Linked DNA regions of Zea mays: region 2 is linked to region 1. The links are chromatin contacts, called in public Hi-C maps. All regions are on one chromosome and are shown on one strand. Each heading gives the region's core, a stretch centred on a gene start, on an enhancer-like site or on the middle of the called end of the contact. The rest is flanking DNA. Distances are from core to core; before and after follow the strand shown.

Region 1 (7,021 bases), core at 499-2,998:
ATATTATGTTGGATGTGTAGCCATACAAGACGGGGTCGAGTCATGAACAATGAGATATGCGATAAGTTAAGGGTATCACCAATTGAAGAAAAGCTTGTCTAACACCGATTGAGATAGTTTAGACATGTCCAATATAGACCTTCAAAGACAGTAGTATGTAGTGGGATTGTAAGGCACGATAGCAATGGGAAGAGATACAATGGTGACATGTGAAGAGACAGTAAAACAAGATTTAAAATAATAGAATATACCCAAAGATTTAGCCTTCAATAGAAGTGCATGGAAAACAGCTATCTATATGTCTGAACCTTGACTTGTAGTTTCTGTTGCGTTTCAACTCTAGCCTAGCCCAACTTGCTTGGGACTAAAAGGTTTTGTTGTTGTGACAGAACTAGTCAAATGTACTGATGTTATGTTCGCCTAAAATCATGCATTGTAGCCACATTAGCATTGTTCAAACTCCAAATGCCTACAGCATTGCAATCACACACAAGGGGACCTCAAAACCCAAACATTGCAAACTTCAATCCCCATATGCAAACCCATCTGGAATGGATAATAGAACCCCAAGGTAGAGCAGCAGAGATAAACAGCCACGGGGAGGAGCTCCAGTCTACAGCCAGCAGCTGACATCACGTGGGTTGTGGAGGTTCACTTGCCCAAAGGCTTGGGAAATAAAGCAAATCACGTGCACTGCACAAGCAGTCTGGACGGGCTGGGAAGAAGAAAAAAGATTTCAAGGATTGCCATAAGGAAGGGAAAGTGACTATTCAAAGCAAAATTGGAAATCCGACCAAGCAAGTTAGGGGCCCTATAGCCCAAACAAGAAGCATCTCAAGTCCGATGGATCAGATCTCCACTCCACGTCATGACGTCCAGCAGTGGTGGTCCCAGAAATGGAGCTAAGTATGGCAGTCTAAGAGTCCAGCTAGGTTGAAATTAAAGCATTAAACTATGTACCAGTCAAAGTACCAACCTGCAGGTCCCGCGGCGGGATCTGGCAGCCGCTATACCGGAGGCAGCACGCACTGCCGAAGTGGCGGGCACCGTCCGGCGGCGCTGCCGCGCGTTGGGACGGGCAGATCACTTCGGTTCGGTGGTGGTCGGCGCCGAACTCGCGTTGGGGCCGCACAACCCACTACAGGTGGACGTGCAGCCCTGGACGAGATGCACTGGCGGCGGCGCGTGGTTGCACCGGCGCCAGCGGCCGGAGCGCGGGAGCAAGGAGGCTAGGGTTTAGGCCTTTTAGGATGAATGGGGAACACGGAGGAGGAGGTGAGTCGCGACTGCGAGGGGGGCATCGAAGCGACGCGACGGGCGGACGAGCGCCGGGGCCTCGGGGGACAGAGTCGCAGGACGCATCGGGGAGGATGGGAGATTGGCTGAGGAGTGAGGACCAGGAAGGATGGGCCGGGTATTACCTGGGGCTAATGGACCGGACCAGCTTGTTGGCGATTCTCGGATGGAGCACAGGCGTGCCGGAAGTGAAACAGTGCCACATGGGCTGCGTCAAGAGGACCAGAGGCCCAGGAAGCAAAGCACAAGATCTTTTGGACCCGAATAGGTGAATTAGTTGCTCGTATTTACATTTACACTAGTGTATGAAGCGCGCACATGCGCGCATGGCAAACCGTTTAGCGTTATTGTATAATATCTGATGATTATATGATTGACAGTAAGTAAATTAGGATATAAGAGTAAAGACAAAGGAAACCAGGATCAATGTATAAAAGAGTTGCACATTGTGCAGAGGTGATAATTATAGCAGGTATGGTAGTTGCATAGTCAACCGACTTGTTCGTAGGTTTGTACAAACTTATATATTACATCATTAGCGGTTCGATGACTAGAGATATGTTAAATATATACAACGCCGCTAAAGTTTTAGCAGTTTGGTTATATATACACAAAAGCATTCATGCTCCAAAAGTCATGATTCGCCCAAAAGTGACTATTCTCGTCATAGTACCTGTGCAAAAAAAAAGGTTAGCGTCAGTTGTTAAAGAGTCTTTAAGCTGTTAAAGAGTCTTTAAGTTGTTGTGTCTTTTTTGTATGGCTAGGAGAAGAATACTTTGATTATATTGATTAGAAATTATGTATACAACAGGAGAGTAGATGATGTAATACCTTCATGAGAACATCATCAGATCGTTGATGATCTAATGATTAAGGTTGTCAGGGTATGTAGAACCTAGCTGTGTACTCTTGATCCTACATGTTTGTTAGCGTTAGTATAAATCAGGATTGATACCTGCAGAATTTAAATAGTGTTTATGATTTGGCTTCAATTTTTTTGTAGATACATACTTCTTAGGAGGTGATGCGAGGCTGTCTTCATTGAGCTCAGCTGAAACCTGTTCATCAACCTGTAAATAAGTGGATAAGAATTGTTAAGTAATATTGTCTGTATAAAATAAAAGTGAAGAAATCTTTTTTGGGGGCCTTTTTGGCAATGTTTTTCAAACTATTATTGTATGGCATACTTTGCCTTTCTTATTTTATGGTATTGCCATACAACATTGTCAAAAAGGCCATACAACATGTGTAGGTGATTACGGAAAATAACCTTTTCTATTTTCAGGGCTAAGAAGTGTCAAGTAACCTTTCAAAAAAATAAGTGTCAGCATGAAACTGTCTTTCTTATTATATGGCGTATTTTGTCATAACCTATTTCAGTCGTACATCACTAAACTGACATGGAATAACATACATATATTTGATAGTTAAAAAAGGGAAAAGATTGCCATAGGTTAAGAAACACAGGATATTAATTTGCATATATTGGTGGGTCACACAGTTGCTTTGGAATCATATAGTGTACTAAACAGATTTAGCGAACGGATCACTGAGTCCATTTTGGTCTATTTGATGATTATCTATCAAAGTCACCCATATGTTTGGTAATATTCTTTAAGGCTGATGCATCGCAACTCTGAGTTATCATACAAAGTATTATACAAAGTCTAGATGAATTACCAATAAACAGTGTACTGGACTCCTATTGATAGTGACCACTCATATGATGACATCAAACAAAAAACACCATAGCTATATGTCTGCTTTGTGTGGGCAGTGATATTGCCGTGAGTATTTTTGGATTATATTCGAGTTGAATGTACCAGTACTAGAGTTAATTTGCTTTAATTCAAAACACCGTTCCGGTTGGAATTTCGTTATCCGTGTTCTTTGATTGTTGTTCCTCTATTTCTTTATTTTTTGGCATTGGCTGGTGGCGGTTCCTTTTTTTTTGCATTGGCTGTTGTGGTTCTGGTCAGACTGTTGGTCTAGATTCTTGGCTTTGTGTGATCGGAAGCATATTTCTTTGTGTGGTCGGAAACATACTATCGCGCTTGCAACCTCATTTCGTGGCATTCGCTGAGGGGGGTGACGGACTGGGGCTTTCAGCGGCCCAGTCGTCTGCCTATTTGTTACATGGCCAAGATCAAGGTATTTGTTGAGCTGCAACAATTCTGGAGAGCATGATAGAACATGGGGAGACTAATAAATGTAAAATAGAGATGAAGGTCACATCAAAAATATTTGGCAACAATTCTGGAGAGTATGATAGAACACGGGGAGACTAATAAATGTAAAATAGAGATGAAGGTCACATCAAAAATATTTGTAATAATTTTTTAGAATGTAGTCCCACATTCATGAATGATTGTGTTGAGTCCAAGTAGCAAGATAAGATAAGAAAAGCTATCTTGAAAGTTCAGGTAGCAAGATAAGATAAGACAAGAAAAGTTGTGTTTAAAATACTTCCTGTTGTGTTATACCTTTTGAAACTAAATGGCGGTGGATATAAAGCACTGGATTTATTTTGCAGACTTAGATAAATTGGTCCTAATTCATGTATAATTACACAAGCATATTTTTAAAGTATTTAGTGTTTCTTGGAAACCAAATTTATAGCAGGAAGCATGTGCATATAAATAACAGATGGAACTAAACTATTTTTAGAAGAGGATATCCTCCCATCCTGAGGAGATATTCCTTTATTCAGCATTGGTAACTAAAATAGAAGTGTTGCCAGGGTGATTGGCCATTAGGATCTAGTCCTGTTTTCTAGTTTGTTTTTTCTTACTAAGGATCCAGCTATGTTACAATGTTATGTTAGTGGCAGATATGGATAGAGTATGGATAGAGAAAGTAGAAACTCGCTTTCTTTCGAAGGCGAGGTTAAGAAGAAGGTAGGGCAATTTCTTCGATCCAAATCTTATGAACAGATTCATTCATTTCAAATTAAGAATCATATGCAACCTCAAAGATATGTATTAAGCAAGAGTGGATTGTAACATGTGTTTTTATTGCAATAAGAATAGACAATTGTTTTAGTGTAAGAACATATGTAATCCTAATGCTTAAACATGTTTTATTTGAGAGTTTGTAGGAATATGTGCAATTCAAATGTATGAAAATAACATACTTACATTTGTGTCCTGTAGCATCTCAGAATACGTAAGTCTGCGTCGTGGCTGCCAAAATACAGTTGATGAGTTCATATAGGTATATATAAGTTGATACAGAATAATTGTAGTTAATATTAAGAAATATCTTACCACACTTTCTTGTTTGGTAGATGTGGATAGTTTGGCAATCGATGTTGCTGGAGATTCTTGTGTGGTTGTGACATCAATTATGTTGTCTTGTGTTAACATCTGTTGTTGGGAAAGGTTTTGTGTGGCACATGGTATCGATGCTTGTCTTCCATGACTTGTTAGGACAGAAAGGATAGAAAAGACTCGATTTGTGACAGAGAATGCAGACATGTTGATGGTAACAACAAATGTGAATTTGAGGGAGATAATGGCAGCTAGGTCTGGAGGAGGACCACGAGAAACATCTGATGTGCTAAAAAGGGTTTGACAAGATTTTCCTACTATTCGTTTAGCTATACTATCAAAGCAAAAGAATTCTGCTTCGGATGTTCCATCAGTGGCAATGAAGTTGAGTTTATATCTGTGAGCTAGGAATTGTTAGTGTTGTATAGCAGTTATTAGATAACTAAGTCTACACGCAAAATTATAACTGGTTTGGTGTCTGTGCATACGGTTACCTGAACCCAGTTTCTGTCCCATTGCACGATGTGCATTGGTACCCAGTAGATGTCTGGGATGAAGACTTGTTGCACTTGATACAGGATGGGAACCACCATCTACCATCTTGTACGAGGCGTGATATAGTGACGGTGCATTTGAAACCGTGTTCCTGCATTTTGGAAAAGAAGTCTGCTGTCAATAATTATATTGCACTTTATATACTGATGAAATATAATAATAGAGAAATATGTGGTTATTACAGGGAACATATCCGGATCTAGCTGAAGTAGTTCTTCAATGGTCTTGTCTTCGATGTTGAGTGTTTGAGAAGCCTGCAATTCTTTCTCAGTTGCTTGAGGGCGTATCATTTGAAGCTTAGTGTTTAGCAACCTTTAAAGGATATAGTAAGAATGATGAGATATTATCAAAGAATTGTGTAATTAGGAAGGAAAGTAAACATTTATGTTTTTATTTACGAATTGTGTAGAAATTTGTTGTTGTAATGGTATTGAATGGATTAGAGAAGCATTGTTATTTTTCTTGGAATAATGTAGCAGCAAAGTGTGTATTGTCTATAAAAGATGAAAGAAAAATTAAGATAATTCTGAAATGTACACCAGTTTTAAAATATGTACTGAGAAGAGACAGAGTTTGAAGAATTGTCTAGAAAATTGTGGTAGTAAATAATGGAGTTTTATAACAAAAGAGAATGGCTTTGGCAAAATTAACTAGGTTGTAGTACACATTACTTGTTTTATACTATGTTACCAGCCTTTTTTTATAAAAGGTTTGTGAAACTAAATGTAAAGATAAATAATCATTTAATGAGTATCCATTTTGTTGTTTAAATTATGAGCATATTTTGAATAATTTAATTTGAAGTATGTGTTTTGAGCAACAAAAATGTTTTAACAACTTCAGACTAAAGAGTTGTTATAGTTCAGTTTTGAAGCTACTAATAAATAATTGCATGTATTATATGCTATTTAAAGGGTATTTAATGAGCATGCAACCAGTTGTGTATTAAAAAATATAAAAAAGGTCAAAGCTTACAAGGTCTTGGCGTACCAATAATTTTTTATACGAGGAGCAATGGTGTGGAAACTGTTTATGAATAAAAATATAGCTACAAAGATAGGTAATGTTTGATTTTTTTTCCTCTTACTTGCTGTAATACACCTGGGCTTCAGGAATGTCTGGGTTGAAGTACCATGTACATGCTGCCGTGGCACTTAGATATGCTTCTCCTACATTGGGAGTAACACACTTGTATTGTGTCTGTAAATGTAGATAGTGTAACTGTAATTTAGAAGTGTTTAGTACACTACCTTTGAATCGCTTAGCAAGGCATCCAACAAATAGTACGACAACAGGTTTGTTGTCATTGTCATCGTAGATGTTGTCGACAGAGAAGCTAGATGCTTGGTGTCCCCAAAGCGTCACTTTTGTAGAGGTATTGCTGGTGCAATAAAATTAAAAAGTGTTTGTGCAACAAAAAAACACATTGATGAAAACGTTACTATGAAAGAATTATTTTTTGCATGATTTGATAATAATGCAAGAATACAGTGAAGCTATTCTTACTTTATGTCCTTGAGAAATATGTCTCTAATGATGTTTGAGTTGTTGTAACCAACATGGTGTAGAGAGCCAATTTCTGTCAAGATTCCTAGAACATCTGCTCAGTTGCCAAAGAAGCAATATATGAATTTAACAGAGTAAACAACTTTGCATAGGGAACAATGGCATAAAAATTTATGAATTGTGTCTTACCAATCAAGTATGTTTTATTGTCAACATTGTTGCCTATATTTTCGAAAGATGTGAGTTTGTAGGCGTATCTTGGAAAGGTGGGTGGCGGATCTTCGACTACCTTTGCTTGAGTGTAAAGAGTGAATTGTATCATCATACTGTTGTCAACAGGTTTGTAATAGTTTCTGGATGGAGTAACACGAAAGCGTTTGAGCTCATAGACTTTG
Region 2 (6,666 bases), core at 2,642-5,141, 320 kb after region 1:
ATTGTGTTACTTCTACTCGTGAACAGCGCGTACCGAGATACTTTGATCCTAGGAAACACTGTTGGAGACTTGTTTTAATTGTAGCGAGGAAGGGCATGTAGCTGCAAACTGTCCATTGGAAAAGCGAAAGAAGCCTTGCTTTGTTTGTGGGTTGTTTGGGCACAATGCAAAGCAGTGCACGCAGGTTGGTCCCCTTATCTCTGAGGGATTATCACTCGGTGACTTGGGTATGCCCATCATGCCCTTGACTAGCTCAAACAATTTAGTTTTTGTTGTTTGAGTGTAATGTTTCTGTTTAGGATGATAGTTCAACTCTTTTAATTTTAATATGTTTCACCTTGTTTAGTTTGCAATTTAACAATCATGCAAATGTACTTTGCTCATGCTGTGATGTCTTCAAGAAATATATGTTAAGCTTGTTACTTGGAACAGTCATAATATCTGTGTTGAATTGTTAAGCGGACCCGTAGTAAGGATTCTCAGTTGCTTCCAAAGATACTGACACTGCAGGTAAGTAGCATAGTTTGATCTAATCTGTAGTACTGTAATCGCTCTCCATATTTCTTCACCTGTATTTTCCGAAATTTTGATTCTGGATTGGCAAAATGCTGCCATCATGAGAGGTATGCTTGACATGGTCAGAAGGCCTGCCTGTTGTCTTCAGTGTCTCTAATCTTCTCGTGTATGGTCCTGGCATGAGTTGGTAATGCATATTGGCTTTTTTTACTCTCTATGACTATGATACAACGATACATAGCTCTCCTGCATGTTCGAAAAAATATTGACATCTGTTTAGTTTAAAGAAGAATGGCATTGTCATATCGTATTTGCTCTTGGTTAAGATATTTTCCAAATTGTATTCTGTTTTGACTCAATTTATACAATTGTTTTTCTTCTGAACTTCCATTGTTGAACTATGGCATTTGCAGAATCAGCTTGCTGGCTTACAGCCCAATGGCAATGGGTATACTTTCAGGAAAGTATCACTTATCTGATAACTGTGGTCCACCAGATGCAAGAATGAATCTTTTCAAAGGTACTATGTTCTGAAATTTTTAAAAGGTTTATACTCTAGTTCCAATCCTCTCTTTCATTTTAGTTTGGTTCCACTGACGTTAGCGCTCATCCTCCTTTGTAGGGAGATACTCTGAAAGTGAATCCCGGTACAAACTGCATTTGTAATGAGACTTTTATTATGACTATATATGAGATATTGTCTCTTATTAGTACTGGATGATGAGATGTGTCTTATTATGACTATGGATGAGACTTTTGTGATGTAATTGATGAGACTATGGATGAGACTTTTATGATGTAATTGATGAGACTATGGATGAGACTTTTGTGATGTAATTGATGAGACTATGGATTTAAATATTGTTATGTGATTGTGTGTGAGATGTTTTATGAGAAAATATGTTGTGCTATATAGCTGTTGATATATTTGTTATGTTGTGGAATGTGGTGTAAAATAAAAATAAACAACATTTGTAATGTTGATCAAATTAACTTCCTAAAGGCTTATTAAGCCGTAGGAAGTTAGCCAGCTAACTTCCTAGGGGCTACAGTCAGCCGTAGGAAGTTAGTCAGCTGACGGCGTGAAGCTACTAACTTTCGAGAATCTACTAACTTCCGAGAGGCTTTTTTGGCTGTAGGAAGTTAGCTAACTTCCTAGAGGCCTCTAGGAAGTTAAGCTAACTTCCGACAAAAAAATTCCGAGAGCCAAACTTCCGACGGGATGGCTTAACTTCCGAGAGTTTAGCTAACTTCCTAGAGTTTAGGCCTAACTTCCTAGAGTTTAGGCTCTAGTAAGTTTACTATTTTGGTGTAGTGTGTGCCCTGGTCTGGCGCACCGTACTGTCCGGTGCACCACCGGACAGTGTTCGGTGCACCAGAGAACCCAACTCCGAACTTGCCACTTTCGGAAATTCCGGGAGCCGCTTCGCTATAATTCACTGCACTGCTCGGTGTAGCACCGGACTGTCTGGTGCACCAGAGGAGTAACGGCTACACAACGCCAACGGTCGTCTGCAACGAGCAGTTAATGCGCTACAGTACGCGCAGAAGTCAGAGCAGAGCCAGAAGGCGCACCGGACAGTGAACAGTGACTGTCCGGTGCACCACTGGACTGTCCGGTGGCCCAGCTGTCAGAAGCTCCAACGGTCAGAACCCAACGACCGGGTGACGTGGCTGGCGCACCGGATAGTGTCCGATGGCGCACCGGACTGTCCGGTGTGCCATGCGACAACAGCCTCCATCAACGACTCCTTTGGTGGCTGGGGCTATAAATACCCCCAACCACCCACCATTCATTGCATCCAAGTTTTCAACATTCACACCTCATACAAGAGCTATAGCATTCAATACAAAGACACAAACAAGAGATCAAATCCTCTCCCAAGTCCAAAGATCATTTCAATCAAATAGTGACTAGTGAGAGAGACAATTGTGTTCTTTTGAGCTCTTGCGCTTGGATTGCTTTTCTTCTTCATTCTTTCTTGATTCCAACTCAATTGTAACCAAGGCAAGAGACAACAATTGTGTGGTGGTCCTTGTGGGGACTTAGTGTCCCGTTTGATTGAGAAGAGAAGCTCACTCGGTCTAGGTGACCGTTTGAGAGAGGGAAAGGGTTGAAAGAGACCCGGTCTTTTGTGACCACCTGAACAGGGAGTAGGTTTGCAAGAACCGAACCTCGGTAAAACAAATCACCGTGTCATCCACCTTATTTGCTTGTGATTTGTTTTTCACCCTTTCTTTCGGACTCGTTTATATTTCTAAAGCTAACCCCGACTTGTAGTTGTGCTTAAATTTTGTAAATTTCAGATTCGCTCTATTCACCCCCTCTCTAGGCGACTTTCAGGCTGGCGCGCGGAGACCGTTGCGGCCAGCCTTACACAATAGCTCCTGTAGGGGCTACATTTGCCCGCCAAGTGCTGCAGCGCTTGCGCCTAAAACCTCCCCTACTGGCTACAATCAAAGAGGATTGCACAGTGCTACACCAGATTTTGGGGAGCGGCCGCCGGCCCCCTGCCCTCGAACGTAGTGCACGATAGTGATTTTGAGTAGAAGGAAAAATTGGTAAAAGGTGATGAATAGTAATGTAAAATAATATTTTATAGATATAGTGAGGTATATGACAAAATTTAGAGAAGGAAAGTAGAATAAAAGAGAGTATAATTTTGATGACGTGACATAAAAGTGAGATATATAATTTTTTTAGAGATAACCGATATATGAAGTTAAATAGCGGCCTGCAGGGTCTGACTTTGACCCACAACTCCACAAGGCCACAATTAGGGATGGCAACGGGGAATTCCCCGTCGGGTTTTAGCTCCCCAAACCCGTCCCCGCGACAAAAAAATTTCCCCGCGGGGATCCCCACGAACGCTTACGGGGGACATTTCTTCCCCATCCCCGTTCCCCACGGGGATAAATCCCCGTCGGGGATCCCCATCCCCGCTTAAATTATAATTAAATCGTACTTCATTTGTTATTAATGTAAAATATTGTCACTTATACACATTGTTAGATGTAAAATTCATTATGTGCACATTAAAATCAATGTATTTGTACAACGGGTGATCTCTTAACAAGGTAATTCTTTACTTTTATCATTAACTATTACATGAAAACATTGTCACATGTAAGTTTAACGGGTCCCCGCGGGGAACGGGGATGGGGAATGCTTCCCCATCCCCGTCCCCGTTTACCCATCGGGGGAGAACTTTTCCCCATTTACATCCCCGTGGGGGAAGAAACTTCCCCATCCCCATCCCCTAATAGAGGAATTCCCCGCGGGGAATCGGGGATCGGGTCCCCATTGCCATCTCTAGCCACAATCCTGTTCCACACTTCAATCCTGTTCCACACTTCCACTTCCACGCACAGGCTCCGTGGCAAAAAGATCGCGCGCGCAAGTAGCCACGACCCCACGGCCGCGAGCGGGAAACGCGAAATCCACTACATTGCGGGTTGCCGCCTTCGTCCCATTTTGTAGTCGATACCATCTCCCTCCGGCGCGGCAGTGTCATCGGTTAATCGAAACGCGCCGCGCGCCCGCCTTCGTTTCAAACGCGAAATTTTCCGCCATCCCCAAAAAATTTCCCTTGCCTTTGCCTCCGCCCAACTAACAAATCGCCTTCTATTTTGCTTGCCTGCCTGCCGCCCAAACCAACCTTCCTCTCCCCCGGAATCCCAGAAATTTCCGCCCACACCAACCGGCACCTATTCCGTGGGCGCGAAACCCTAATCGGCGCCCGCCTCCATCTCCATGGCGGAGCAGGACGACGCCGCGGGGCAGAGCCCGCTCGACTCCGTTCCGGTAAGACCCGTTACCTTTTGCTTGGGTTGGGTTGAATTCTCCGAGTTTCAGACCCCGCTTGATGCGGAAGCTTGCGAGGTACGCTTGGGCATCAGGCGTGGAGCCTCAGGGTTTACCAAAGGGTGTGGTTTTTCTCGGGCGATTGACTTGCAGTATGATACTTGCGTCAGGGATTTGCAGTGGTTTTAGCTCGGATCTCGTTAATTCGGGTCCTGAGGAGTTTATGCTGGTGGACCCGTTAATTCGTGACCGGCGCCTCAGTTGCTGCTAGCTGCAGGAGCGATCGCTACTAACACTTCTAATATAGAAAGAGGGTAGTAATGCGGTTGTCGTTTTCTTTGTTCGATTCGTTTTTTTTCAATTATTAATGCAACGGTCAACCTATGTCAAAGCAAAATTAGAATGGTTATAGTTCTGATCTGCGTTCGCTCTGAACCGCTTTGCACGATTTGCTGTGAACGGGGAATGTGTATACTAGAAAACAATAGCTGAAATTTTCTACCATTATGAAGATATATTAACATGATCACTTCTGTTAGAGGGGTGCTGCTCAAAACATATTAACATTATTTGTCTGAATCTTCCTTACATCAAGTCATTTTTATTGCTTGTCTTTGTTCAATAGATCGACGAAACTTGTGATGCTGAAGATATGCATTCTCCTTTGTCCTTTTCTTACAGAAGTCAGCCTAAATCTGTGGTATGTAATATCTTCTGTGCTAAGTTCTATACATTGTAGACATCCTTAAGGAGTGATCACAAGTCTATCATGTTGTAAAATTCACCCATGTGCAGGGAGCTGGTCTTAGCAATATGGGGAACACATGCTTCCTGAACGCAACTCTTCAGTGCATCACTCACACTGTACCGCTTTTTCTCAAGCTTCGCTCAACTGATCATTCCACCCCATGCTCATGTATGGATAATTCGTACAACTAATCATTGTTCGAAATATGTTTTTTTCACACATTCTGATGATCTGGACTGCCGTTAACCTGCAGATAATAAGGATGGGTTTTGTTCTTTCTGTGCCCTTAAAGAACATGTTGATGAATCAATTCAAAGGTCTGGATCTGTTATAGCACCAGCAAAGTTCAGAGATAATTTAAGAAGTATCCTTTCATGTTGAACTTTTGCTGAGTCTGTTCAATTTTCAACATTATAACTGCTGTTTGCATATATGTTTTCCTGTTAATTCATGTCCTTCCACCCCCTTTTGGCATTCAGTTCACCTTACTCTTCACTTAATTATTGTGCTACTGCATCCTTCTCAATTGTTGCCAGCCTGCTATAGTCCAATGTGACATGAGATTTCTTAACAATATTTTCTAGAGTTATCTTCGGATTTTTGGCCAGGACAGCAAGAAGATGCACATGAATTTCTACGTTGCTTGCTTGATAACTTGCACAAGTGTACTCTTGATCCCATGTCAAAGGGCAAGGGCTCATCCTTTGACGAAGAAAGTATAGTCAACGAGATTTTTGGAGGACAACTGAAAAGCCATGTAATGTTTAGTTTCTTCATCACCTGTTTGTTCTCTTGGTAATAGAATCACAACTAATGCTACTCTTTATATCTCTAGTTATCTTGCTGCGAGTGTGGTCACAGCTCAGAGACGTTTGAGCCCTTCCTGGATCTAAGCTTGGAGATTGATCAGGTTGATCATCTGGTAGATGCTTTGCAATCTTTTACCAAGGTAGAACAGATTGGGGACTCTGAAAACAAGCTCACCTGCGAAAGTTGCAATGCTCAAGTTTCTAAGAACAAGCAGCTTACACTTCATAGAGCACCAGATGTTATTGCATTTCATCTCAAGCGTTTTACAACCCTTGACAATTCTGTTGAAAAGATTGACAAACATGTGGTGTACCCTCTGGAGGTTGATTTGAAGCCATTTCATAGCAATCCAGACACAGTGGTGAGTTTTTCCTTACAATAGTAACTTGCTAAATGCCTGTTTGGAAGACATGCTGCTATAGGAATATCTAGGCTAAGGATTTGGATTCCAGTCTTTCTGCACAAACAGTATTATTTCCACTTAGGGCCTGTTCGTTTAAATCTCAATTCATGTGGATTGGAAGTGATTGAGTCGGTTTAAAGCTATAGGAAATCAAAATTTCTCCTAATCCTTCTCAATCCTGTCCAATTCATATTGTCTGGAACAACCGAACAATGCATTATATAGGAGATTTTTAATGTTCTTATACCTCCACAAGCAGGGGGGACTGAAATATGATCTTTATGGTGTTGTTGAGCATTCTGGATTACCCAACTATGGCCATTATACCTGCACCATTCGTTCTTCACCAAGCACATGGTACTTCATGAATGACTCCAAAGTATG

The links. Hi-C and Micro-C count contacts between places; a contact is called where the count stands out from the background.
Region 2: a contact with region 1 is called in a Hi-C map of tassel, with 2.3 times the contacts expected there. The contact joins the promoter of LOC103653937 here to the promoter of LOC103653935 in region 1. A contact is called at or near these places in 2 of 25 Hi-C or Micro-C datasets (ear and tassel).

The regions. Positions count from the first base shown.
Region 1 is chr4:162,483,585-162,490,605 of Zm-B73-REFERENCE-NAM-5.0, forward strand. It overlaps LOC103653935 (protein PHOTOPERIOD-INDEPENDENT EARLY FLOWERING 1), which reads right to left and starts at 1,749. Exons shown (of 21, transcript XM_035967370.1): 1 at 977-1,749. LOC109945572 (a long non-coding RNA gene) reads right to left here and starts at 6,422. Exons shown (of 3, transcript XR_002268813.1): 1 at 6,371-6,422; 2 at 6,208-6,289; 3 at 5,380-5,432.
Region 2 is chr4:162,801,513-162,808,178 of Zm-B73-REFERENCE-NAM-5.0, forward strand. LOC103653937 (ubiquitin carboxyl-terminal hydrolase 21) reads left to right here and starts at 3,892. Exons shown (of 9, transcript XM_008680747.4): 1 at 3,892-4,321; 2 at 4,947-5,021; 3 at 5,117-5,237; 4 at 5,323-5,433; 5 at 5,654-5,826; 6 at 5,905-6,240; 7 at 6,542-6,661. The coding sequence starts at 4,271.